Regions from separate parts of the Mus musculus genome. Here all the other regions are linked to region 3. The links are chromatin contacts, called in public Hi-C and promoter capture Hi-C maps. All regions are on one chromosome and are shown on one strand. The core of a region is the stretch at or near the end of the contact, and the rest is flanking DNA. Distances in the headings are between cores, read along the strand shown.

What was found. A called contact is a pair of places that touch in the nucleus more often than the background predicts. Capture Hi-C pulls out chosen DNA fragments and counts their contacts.
Region 1: a contact with region 3 is called in a promoter capture Hi-C map of adipose tissue. The contact joins two enhancer-like sites. A contact is called at or near these places in 10 of 39 promoter capture datasets (the C10 cell line, the HPC-7 cell line, cranial neural crest and 7 more), 1 of 484 Hi-C or Micro-C datasets (nephron progenitors) and 3 of 9 other capture datasets (adipose tissue, liver and pancreatic islet).
Region 2: a contact with region 3 is called in a Hi-C map of bone marrow-derived macrophages, with 33 read pairs. The contact joins two enhancer-like sites. A contact is called at or near these places in 4 of 39 promoter capture datasets (the C10 cell line, cranial neural crest, embryonic stem cells and 1 more), 3 of 484 Hi-C or Micro-C datasets (bone marrow-derived macrophages, embryonic stem cells and extraembryonic ectoderm), 1 of 115 datasets of contacts at active chromatin or transcription factors (acute myeloid leukemia) and 3 of 9 other capture datasets (adipose tissue, liver and pancreatic islet).

The regions. Positions count from the first base shown.
Region 1 is chr11:107,040,152-107,043,726 of GRCm38.p6, reverse strand. Bptf (bromodomain PHD finger transcription factor) reads left to right here. Exons shown (of 28, transcript NM_176850.3): 25 at 1-94; 26 at 968-1,052; 27 at 3,315-3,501. Among named protein-coding and RNA genes, the nearest start is that of 1810010H24Rik, 16 kb to the right of the region's middle. Within about 2 kb of position 2,061, at least 8 of the 459 cell types and tissues checked have an H3K27ac peak or open chromatin away from gene starts, as enhancers often do. A contact at or near this core is called in adipose tissue, where this site is marked.
Region 2 is chr11:106,955,548-106,959,284 of GRCm38.p6, reverse strand. No RefSeq gene overlaps it. Among named protein-coding and RNA genes, the nearest start is that of Smurf2, 37 kb to the right of the region's middle. Within about 2 kb of position 1,919, at least 106 of the 459 cell types and tissues checked have an H3K27ac peak or open chromatin away from gene starts, as enhancers often do. A contact at or near this core is called in adipose tissue, bone marrow-derived macrophages and pancreatic islet, where this site is marked.
Region 3 is chr11:106,817,943-106,821,408 of GRCm38.p6, reverse strand. Cep95 (centrosomal protein 95) reads right to left here. Exons shown (of 20, transcript NM_177088.3): 18 at 3,429-3,466; 19 at 3,142-3,213; 20 at 2,548-2,875. The coding sequence ends at 2,684. It overlaps Smurf2 (SMAD specific E3 ubiquitin protein ligase 2), which reads left to right. Exons shown (of 19, transcript NM_025481.3): 19 at 1-1,348. Among named protein-coding and RNA genes, the nearest start is that of Cep95, 30 kb to the right of the region's middle. Within about 2 kb of position 1,663, at least 78 of the 459 cell types and tissues checked have an H3K27ac peak or open chromatin away from gene starts, as enhancers often do. A contact at or near this core is called in adipose tissue, bone marrow-derived macrophages and pancreatic islet, where this site is marked.

The DNA.
Region 1 (3,575 bases), core at 812-3,311, 220 kb before region 3:
ACAGTGCCAGTCGACAGAGGACGCCATGACAGTGCTCACACCACTGACAGAGAAAGATTATGAGGGCTTGAAGAGGGTGCTGCGCTCCTTACAGGTGAGAGGCTGCTGACCGCTGCATCTGACGGTGAAGCTCAGCTGCCTCACTGTGGACGCAGGTTTGACCCTCCCATTCTCCAGTGAGCGTACTTGGCTGTCTCCCAGCCCCCAGAGGGAGGGGCTGGACAAAGGGCACCTCTGCACGTGCCGGTGACATGAAGTTTACTGAAAGTGCCACTTCCGCAGTTGCTCATCACACACTGACAGACAGGCGCCATCTCCACTGTTGCTTACCTGACACTGAAGAGTGCTCACCATTTGCTTTCCTTTCAGTTTATTTCTTGAAGAAAAGTATATCACGTAGGCATAGATGAGAAAGCCGTTTGATCAAGTCTGGTTATTTTCTCACTAGTGGGAAGATTGGGAGTAATGGAGATGGGTGTCAATATAGGACGTTATGTTAGCACACTTGGCTGTCTCCCACCTGCAATGAGATCTGATGCCCTCTTCTGGAGCGAGCGGGGCCGACCGGAAAGAGCAGAGATCCTAAATTCGATTCCCAACAACCACATGAAGGCTCACAACCATCTGTACAGCTACAGTGTACTCATATACATAAAATAAATAAAATAAAATAAAATATAAATAAATAATTTTTTTAAAAGAAAAAAGAAAGAAAATCTCTGACTATCACCCAAATCACCTTGTGTGGATAATTTCATTTCTCTAATGTAAAGCTCACTTGAATTTTCAAGGTTTGTTGATCCAGTGAGGCAACTGAATAATAGCAGTATATATATTATATTTAATATATACATACATACATGCATGCATACATACATACATATTTACACACACTGTGTGTTTCTGGTGTCTGTATATGTTTGTTAGTGTTTCTACTGACAGCCATGACACTTGCTCTCTGTTGTAGGCCCACAAGATGGCGTGGCCTTTCCTTGAACCGGTAGACCCCAATGATGCACCGGATTATTACGGTGTTATTAAAGAGCCAATGGGTAAGTGCTTGCACTAAATAGGAAGACGAGTTTCACAAGTCTTGGACATTGATCTCTCACCATGAAGCTGATGAGGGAGAGTATCTTGGACGTGCAGGCAACGGTGTAACTGTGTCAGTCAGTTGGGATGCTTACTTGATGTGTCTTTTGAAGCTGGGTTTCCTAGGTACTTAGTCCAGGCTGACTCGACCCTGGAGTGCACCTCCCAATGCTGAGGTTAGAGGAAGGCACCACCATCTGGGAATATCTATTAAATTTACATATGCATGCCTTTGAGCCAGCAGCTTAATGGGACAAGTGTATATTCCTCAACAGTGTTTATGGTGGCTAAACACTGGAAATGAACAAGCTGTCGGCCCAGGAGCCTCTGCGTCAGAATGTGTATGAGTAGAGACCTGTGCAGCTGTACAGACAGTGAGTGCAGTCAGTGAACCCAGCCTGATGCAATGGAGACCCTTCTTTCTCCAGGAGAGAAAACACTGGTAGAGCAGCTGTCCCTGAAGGTACCAAGAGTGGCAGCTACATGAGGTCATGTTTCAGAATACTGGAGAAGTTCCAAAACCAAAGCAAAAAGACTTCCAAACGTGTGGAGCAGTCCCTTCATAGCTGTTAGAAGAATTGTATTGTTAAAGTATTCTTAAAGAGGAGAGAACACAGAGAAGAAGGAAAGGAGGACTCGGTGAGATCCATCCCAGGGCTGAGAGGTGGAGTGCATTGTACACTTGAGACCCAGGATAGCCGCTGCGTTAGTCTCTTTGGATAATGATGACTTTGTGTGGTCTAGAAGTTGAATTTACTGGAGCTAGAGAGATTGCCCAACAGGTAGGACAGCTGAGGCTCTGCCCACAGAGCAGGCTTCAGTTCCCAGCACCCAGATACATGGTGGTTAGCATCATCTATACCAGAGGTCTGACTGACTCCTTTCTCACCACTGCCTCCTGCTCAGTACACATCCATGGGATTAAGAAATTGAGTGTTTCTTAATTTATTAGCCAACTTCAACTTTTTAAATTATTTTTGTCTCGCGGTGTTTGGCACACAGAGTTCATTCTGTAGTCCATCTTGGCTGTCATCCACCACTCCAGCAGTCCTCTTCCTCAGACCGAAGCATGCAGGCCTGGCAGGTGTGAGCCACTGCTCCTAGTTTTTTCAAAGAGCTAGGGTACTTTCCTGTGTCTTTCCCTTTGTTACCACAGGAACAATGTGCCTCCTCTGTAGACATGTCCAGGGCATACAGAGCTACAAGACACCATGGGAAAAAGTTAAAGTTACCCATTTATCTCTGGGCTTTAAACTATAAACATTATTTTCTAGTCATGCCCCACTCCCTATTGTTTTGAAATAGGGTCACACTCTGTAGTCTTGGATGCCCAGAACATATAATTCTCCTGCCTCAGCCTCTTGGGCACAGGCAATATTGGTATACACAATTCCCAGACAGTTGTATATTTGCTAAAAGTTCATAAATATGCATTAAATTGTCTCCATGGTGTGGACTAACTTTAAAATGGTGGGAGACAGAAGAAGGCAGATCTTTGAAGCTAGCCTGGTCTATAGAGTAAATTCTAGGATAGCCAGGGCTATACAGAGAAACCCTATCTGGAAAACAAACAAAACTGGTGGGTCGCTTTGAGGCAGGTAGCAGGGTGTTACTAAAGGCCATGACATGCTGCTGGTGGTGGTGGTGGTGGTGGTGGTGGTATTCATAACCCTGAATTGTAATTAACCTTAGTATGCATAGTGATTTGTGTTTGTTATTTTAGTCTACTTTCAAAGATAAAGACAATTTCTGCTGGGTATGGTGGTGCATCCCTTTAATCCCAGCATTTGGAACACAGGCAGGCAGATCTCTGGGAGTTGTAGGCCAGCCTGGTTTATTTTACTGAGTGAGTTTTAGGATAGCCAGAGCTATATAGAGAGACCTTGTCTCTCAAAACAACAACAAAACAAAACAACAAAAAAATACTTTTATATGCATAAAACCAATTGGCATAGTTTTCTTTACTGTAAAGCAGTTGAATAATGGATATTGTTCTGTGTGGTTAATTAAATATGAAAGAGCCTTCTTAGCAGCAGCCAGGATTACTGTCTTAGAACCCAAAACAGAACATTTCTCATGAATGGCAAGCTAGCCTCCAGACATGGAGAATCAGATTCAGAAAGATTCAACATAACACATGTTGAGTTCATGAGAGCTGCAGGCCCTGATCACACTGGGAAAGACCTTAAAGCTTTGAAAATATTTTGTTTTGTGTTTTTAAGACCTTGCCACCATGGAAGAAAGAATACAAAAACGGTATTATGAAAAGCTGACAGAGTTCGTGGCAGATATGACCAAAATTTTTGATAACTGCCGTTATTACAATCCCCGTGACACCCCTTTTTACCAGTGTGCAGAAGTTCTTGAATCATTCTTTGTACAGAAACTAAAAGGATTCAAGGCCAGCAGGTAAGCACCGGTGTTCAGTGTGCTGAACTAAGTCACTCTTCAAACACGATCCTGCCCTACTGAAGGATCGGCCA
Region 2 (3,737 bases), core at 670-3,169, 140 kb before region 3:
GCCCTAGGGGTCTCTATGGTTACCGCCACTCTGGGCTACTTCCACTGCAGAGGAGGAGCCCCTAATTCCCTGACAGGAAGCACACAGGGTACACAGAGATAGATACAATGACCACTGCAAAGATATTCAAGGCCAAATGCTTAGGCAAAACAAACAAACAAACAACAAAAAAACCCCAACACTTTTTAATTTATGATTTATTTGTTTATTTATATGCTTTGGTGTTTTGCCTGGATTTATGTTTGTGTGAGGGTGTCAGATCCCCTGGAACTGGAATTATAGACAATTGTGAGCTGCCATGTGGGTGCTGGGAATTGAATCCAGGTCCTCTGGAAGAGCAGCCAGTACTCTCAACTGCTGAGCCATCTCTCCAGCCCCAAGCCTTGGAAATTCTTAACGCATGAGCTCTGCTCTGTAAATAAGCGAGCTAGAAGCCACACGTGGGAATGACACCTCCTGCTATCTTTAAACTCTTATCAAAGGGCAGGCTTAAAGATGGCTTGCTTTGGTTTTCAGGAAGGGATTAAAAACAACTGCAGCTTTTATTAGCATGATTTAAATGCTCATAATAACATCCTCGCTTTGAGCTGCCCACTGCGCTTCATCATAAACATAAAGCCCAGGGCTTGTCTGTAGGTAGATCAGTGTGGTTACACAGGGTGGTTTTCTGTTCTTCTGGAAATGAATTGATGTCTCTGCCTGTTTCCACCTGAGCACTGTGTTTTCTGTGCTGTCCTTAAACAACCAACTTATTTTTTCACCACAGGTTTCCTGGTATGTGTTTTATGACCTTATAGCCCTTCGGTCAACAGTTCAGAGCCAAGCAAGGCAGAACAACAGCAGATCCACTGGAAATGGAGCAGAGAGCCACTGTATGGGTGCTAGAAATCAAAGCTGGGTCCTCTTTAAGAGCATCAAGTGCCCTTAATGGCTGAGATCTCTCTAGTCCCTTGATAATATTAATTGAGGCGAGGAGATCCACTGTGGGTGGAACCATTCCCTAGACAGGGCATTCTGAACTGTATAAGAAGAGGAAGCAAGCTGAGTATAGGCATGCTTGTATTTTCTACTACTCTTCCGACTATAGATCTGTGGGCTGGTTTCCTCAAACTCCTGCAGCCATGATGGACGGTAGCCTGGAACCGTGAGCTAAAGTGGACCTTTTCTCTCTCAAGTTGTTTTTATCAGGGTGTTTTTATTCTGTCTCTAGACACATAGCTAAACAAATAGAAGGTAGGTTTGCAAAGACGTAATGGCTTTGTAGGTTGTTTACCTCTGGCCTGGAGTCAAGGAAGCCAAGACTGATCTTTAGATCTTAATCTCAGGAATACTTTCTTGCATAGCTGTTTCTAGAAGCTATGGTCCATGGAGCACCAATTCCTACCTGCCTCTTGAGGGGCACACTTTCCACTCTGGGAGATGCTGGCACAGAAGCAGTCCAATGGTACCACCCACCCTCCCTGGTTCAGCATCCAGTCACCCCAGCTGGGGACCCCAGAAGAGGAAGCACCTGCTCGCCCTGACTTGAAGCTGCAGATCGCTTGCCGTCCAAAATGAGTCACGGAGGCACCGTGGAATGGATTTTACTCATCCCCCAGGCATGGACTCTTGGAAGACTCCAGAGTGACTAGCTTCAAGTGTTCTGTCTCAGGCACAGGGAATTTCATCCCTCTCTGAGTCTGCAGTCACTTCCCCTCTGGATACTTCCTGTTTCTGGGAGCAGGCAGCCTGCCAGGCAGGGCTCAGCCTCGGAGCAGACGGGCGGAGACATCCTTCCTCTTATTTCTAGTACTGAATCCCATCTTCCTTCCCTGTCAGAGATATCTATCGCAGCTCTCCGCCCTTCCCAGGTCCCTGCACCCACCGTGGGAGAGCGCAGAGGAACATAGTTTCATCTGCAACTCTGACCTTTGGCAGGTGCTTAGCAACCATTATTGATCACTGGCTTCTTGGGCACAGATAATCAGGAAAAGATCTAGGGCAAGGGTCCATTCATTCACTGACTTAATAAATATTTGTTAAATAACTACTATGTTCCGGGCCCTGTTCAAGATGCTGGGCTATGGCAGTAAACAAAGCCTATCCACCAATGTCCTCATAGCGACTATGTCCCACTGGGAGGGACAATTGGGAATCTAAACAGAAATGTAAAACATTATAGCATGCAAAATAGTGATAAATGCTAAGTAGAGAGGACAAAGCTGGGGGGGGGGAATATGAATTCTGGGTATGAGGGAAGTATAAATTATTAAATGGGGTGGCCGAGGAAGCTTTTGCTGCAAAGGGAATTTTGAGCAAACATTTGGAGAAGAGGAGAGAGGGAATTGGGGTGGGGGGGAGGCCAAGAGTCTTCTGGGAAAGGGAAAGAGTACATGCAAAGGCCCTGGGGTTGCGGATGTTCATGTGTGGACAGGTTGGCGAATAAGAGAAAGGATAGGGAGCTGAATAGAGTGTGTGAGGAGGGGGAAGATGCAGGAATTAAAACCAGAGAGGCTTCTCTATGGTAGCGTGGACTTTGGCTTTTACTCTACACTGCACGGGAAAGGAAAGCACTGGCTTTTAATTGAGATGTCCGTAAAGGGATTCTTGGAGAGCTGGAGTGACAGTTACCCGAAGATGGTGAGGACAGGATGTGGAATCAGGGAGACCAGTCCAGGGAGAGATTGGTGGCTTGGGCCACTGGTGGTGGCAGTGAGAGTGATAGGCAGATTAGAGAGGTCATAGGACCTGCTGGTGGGCTCAGATGTAGGGTGTGTGAAAACACACGGAGACAAAGGTAACACTTGCGAGGCTGAGGCAGGAGGATCACATGTTTGAAGCTATTCTAAATTATGTACCCAGACCAGTTTGGATTATATAGTGAGACCCTGTCAGTAAATAAGGGCAAGTGAGCTGGCTCAGTGGGTAAAGTGCCAAGCCTGAAGACATGATTTGACCCCTAGACCCCATATGGTGAAATGAGAGAACCAATTCCCCAAAGTTGTCTTCTGACCTCCACATTTACAACAGGATACATACACGCTCTTCCCCTCCCTCCAATTTATAAAAAACAAACAAAAAAAACCCCATCAACAAATAAAATAATATAAAAATAAAAAGAGGGCTGCGAACGGAGCTCAATAGTAGAGCATTTGCCTACCATGTGTGAGTCCCTGGCTCACATCCTAGTACCACAAACAATAAGAATACTGCAAACCAGTGGTCACCTTTCCATCACTAGAACAAAATACATGAGGTTGGGGCCTGGGGATGCAGCTCAGTGGGTTAGCTGAGCACACACAGAGTCCTAGGTTCGATCCCTGCCAATGCATAAGTTAGGTGTGGTAGTGCACACCTGGAGTCCCAGGACTTGAGAAGTAGAGGCAGGAGGATCAGAAATTACAGGCCATCTTCAGCTACATTATGAATCTGAGACCAGCCTGGACTACATGAAAACCAAAAAGGAAGCCCGAAGGTCAGTCAAGGAAAACCATCCATTAGATCGGGTGAGACTGTGGAATGAACGGCAGCTCTGCATCTTGGGAAGCCCTTTAAATCACTCTAGCAGGAGTGAAGGACTCCAGTGCTCCCTTTCTTTAGCAGCTAGGCATTTAGGAGCAAGATGGAGTAGGGAGGGATGCTGGGTGGGCACTTGACAGGGCTTCAGAACTAAGGGAAGATGGAGTTACTGAGTGGGGACCAAGGAGAGGCCACAGTATCAGCTTTTAGAGGAAGTAGCTGCCTGGTCTGGGAGTCTC
Region 3 (3,466 bases), core at 414-2,913:
TTCAAGGTGTGTGGCCCATCCTGTGATCTAGAAGGTAACAAAAATTCTGGGGTGAGGGGTTGCAACCATTTAAAAAAAAATCACATTGGATTTTAAAATTCAACCATCAGAACAATGCACTATTATTTTTAAACATGGATGTGAAAGAAGAATAGCAGATTTTGCTGAGCTTGGCACAGGGCCATGAGGAGCACTTGACAGGAAGTGTAACTCAGCCTGGTGGCCGACACCCGTGATCCTGTCACTGGGGAGGCAGAGGCAGAAGCGTCAGCATGCCAAGGCCAGTCTCACCTACACAGTGGATTGAGGCTTCCTTGAGACCCTGTCTCAGAGGACAGGGATGCAGTGCTAAGGAGACGCTGCTTTCAGTGGTTTTCCATGCAGTGTAACACAGGCAAATCCCACTGCTTTCTGAGTGCCTTTTAACTTTATTACAGTGACTTGACAGAGCTTTAGAGGAAACTGCCCTATGTAACGGTCTTCAATAGCACAGACATCAAAAACATGGTTTAGATTTCGATTTCAAAATTACATTACCTGATTACTTCCAAATAGGTGCTAAGCAAACAAAAATCCCCAGTGTCACAGAACCTGGACTTGCCTTGTGTTTAATGTGAATATTTATCTGTCCCCACGTCGCCTGCCTCCAGGCGCTCTGTTCCATCAGGAAAGCTTCATTCTGACCAATGGTTCCCTGTGCTCACATGCAGTAAGAGGCCACTATTTTCTGGCACAAAGTTTTAAAGCAGTGCTGTGTATCCTGTACATTTGTTTTGCAGTTTGTTGCTCTGTATTTTACAGTGCTCTCCCCACCCCACTCACATTTACAGGCCAGAGCACAAATTTCTCTTCTCCTAAATCCACTATAATTTGCTTTCCTAGACAACACTAAATCTGCCCTGAGCTTGCAGTGCATCGGACAGATGGCACTGGTGGGTGTTAGCCGCTTCCAGTGCCTGCAGGGTCAGCAGCACAGCCTCGCCCTTCAGCTGCAGCTTACGGTCGGGGCCACGTGTGGTGGTTAATGTTCTCACACTAGGATGATGATTGTACCAAATGCTGAGTTGCTGATTCTAGATGTAATTAGTTCACTTTATGTAATATTCTCCTTTTCTCTAAACTGACTTTAAAAGCAAAGTTTTATCATTTCCATTGTATTTATTACAGAATGTTTTAGCCTTGATATTCTTTGTAATTTCACTCATTTGTTACATGAGCTTTATCAATAACATCTGTATAAATGGTTTTTAAAAATTAACTATGTACGTATGTATGTATGTGCCCATGCCGAAGCTGAGCAATAAAATGAATGCTGTTTGCACTGTCACAGCAGCGAGGTTTGTAAGAATACTGAGTTTTTACTTGTTTTGAAAACCATGTTTGGCTTTTCACAGGCGATAGCGGGGAGCCTTGAGTTGGAAAGACTGCTGCTTTCCTCCAGGCTTAGAGGCTGGCACCCGGCTGCCCTGAGGTGGGGCCGGCTGGAAGCGGGGCAGTTCTCTATCATGGCAGCTGAGACTTCCCATCGTTGTTGGGGGCCATGAGGTGGTGGGACTTCTGAGAGAAAAAAAATCTACAATCAGGTCTGTCTGCGGTCTGGAGGGCAGCACTGTGGCCGGCAGATGGCCTAACCTTTGCCAGCATGCCTTGGTGTTAAACAGTCAAGTCTTGCAAATGAAAAGGAGAAGTTACGGCTCTGTGAATGCCAGTCGATGGGAGTACAGCTACATACACAGATAGGGAAGACATGCATGTGGGTTCTTTCTTCACCATAACGTGTGGTCTGTGAATCAGTACAGCAGAGGCTGCAACAGCTTAGAAGAGCTGGAAACGAGCAGACAGCAGAGTGTAAGACAGGTCCTGACAGTGTTCTGTAGCTGCTTCCTCTAGTTCTTTTCTAGAAGGATGAGGGAGGACAACAGACCCCTCCATGGCTTGCTCATGCATCTTGACAGGTGACTGCCGTGGTGAAGAGCTGCTGGCACAGAGACTTTCAGGGAGCCGCACTCCAGTGCTGCTCTCGTGTCAGCACCTATCTGGCGGGCTTTTTCAGTAGCATGAAGTCAAGAGACTAGTTATAGGATAGATGGAAGTACACCAGAGGGTAGTACCCTTTTATGTTAACACTCTAAACTGCTTTGTCTAGTTATAGTTAAAAGGCTATATAAAAGGTAATCTTCCTGAAAGGTATAGTGGTGCAAGTCTGTAATCCCAGCACTCGGATGCCTGCAGTCATCCTGAACAGAGATGACCTCATCTTCTAGCCAGGAAGTAGATACAGCTAGGGAAATGGAAGTCAGCTCCCAAATGGTAGATGAGGGACTTAAGACTACATAGCTCCTGAACTCCAAAACAGTAGCCATTATTGGCTTCATCCACAGCCTGTTTGATGCTGTTAGGTCCTGGAGTTCATACACAGTCAATAACTTTTATTGACCTCTATCAACATGCTTCACAAGTGGGCTGGCAGGACTTGCTAACAGCTTTAACAGAGCTAAATGCCTTTATTCCCTTTTCTCAGGTTTTAGGTTATAAATTCAAAAGCAGTAAGCTTTAAGAGAAAGTTTTTATTTAAAATAATTCTAAATTTTAACATGAATACATAAATAAGGCATATTCTGGTTTAGACTGTTTACTGGCTCAGGTCTAGCTCTGTTCATATTAAGGTGTCTAGAAACTTCACCTATGAAGTTTGGCCTCTTGGGAAAGGATTTTTACTGTACTGGAAGGAAGCCAACTGCAGCCGAGCTTTGAAGCGCTCAGCTTCTAGCTCCCGGAAGAAAGCATCATCGTCGTTCTGCGTTATCATGTGCTGCAGTTGCTGAATCTCCTTCTCCATTTTAGCTCTCAGCTCCCTCTTCACCTTATGTAATGTCTGAAAGAGAACTAAGTCAGTCTGAAGCTTGTGACTCTTAGTCCAGGCCCCTCTATTCTCAGCCCCGAGCCCCCCATCTGCCCGCTCCCAGCCGGTTCCTCCAGAGAGCTGTGATTTGTTGGCTCCCTTCCAAGACCAGAGCTGCTAACATCAGCCCATCAGGTACTTGGAAGCAGAGATGCATTCTCTTTGTATTCTCTCTGTTCTTTTGAAGTTACAATAACATTTTCTGTTTCCCTCCTAATTCCTGTCCTGTCCATTATTACCTGAGCCTGGAATTTCTGTCTCACTTTGAGTTCTTGACGTTCCTGTGAGATGGCTTCTGCTAGCAATGAAAACTGTGGGGAAGAAAAGACAAATATTCCATCACAATGCAATTATTCTTATACTCCATCTTAAATCAAAATGGAAATAGGACAACATACACGGGATACTGTTTTAAATACTGTCTTAAATTTGCCTTAGAAACAATCACTGCTGCAAAGCTGTGCTGATTGCATAGTAGCCAGCCATGACCTAAGCCAAGCTGACAGGTGCTTGGCATCAAGCCCACCTGGTCCTTATAGTGGTTCTCCATCGAGTCCAGCTCAT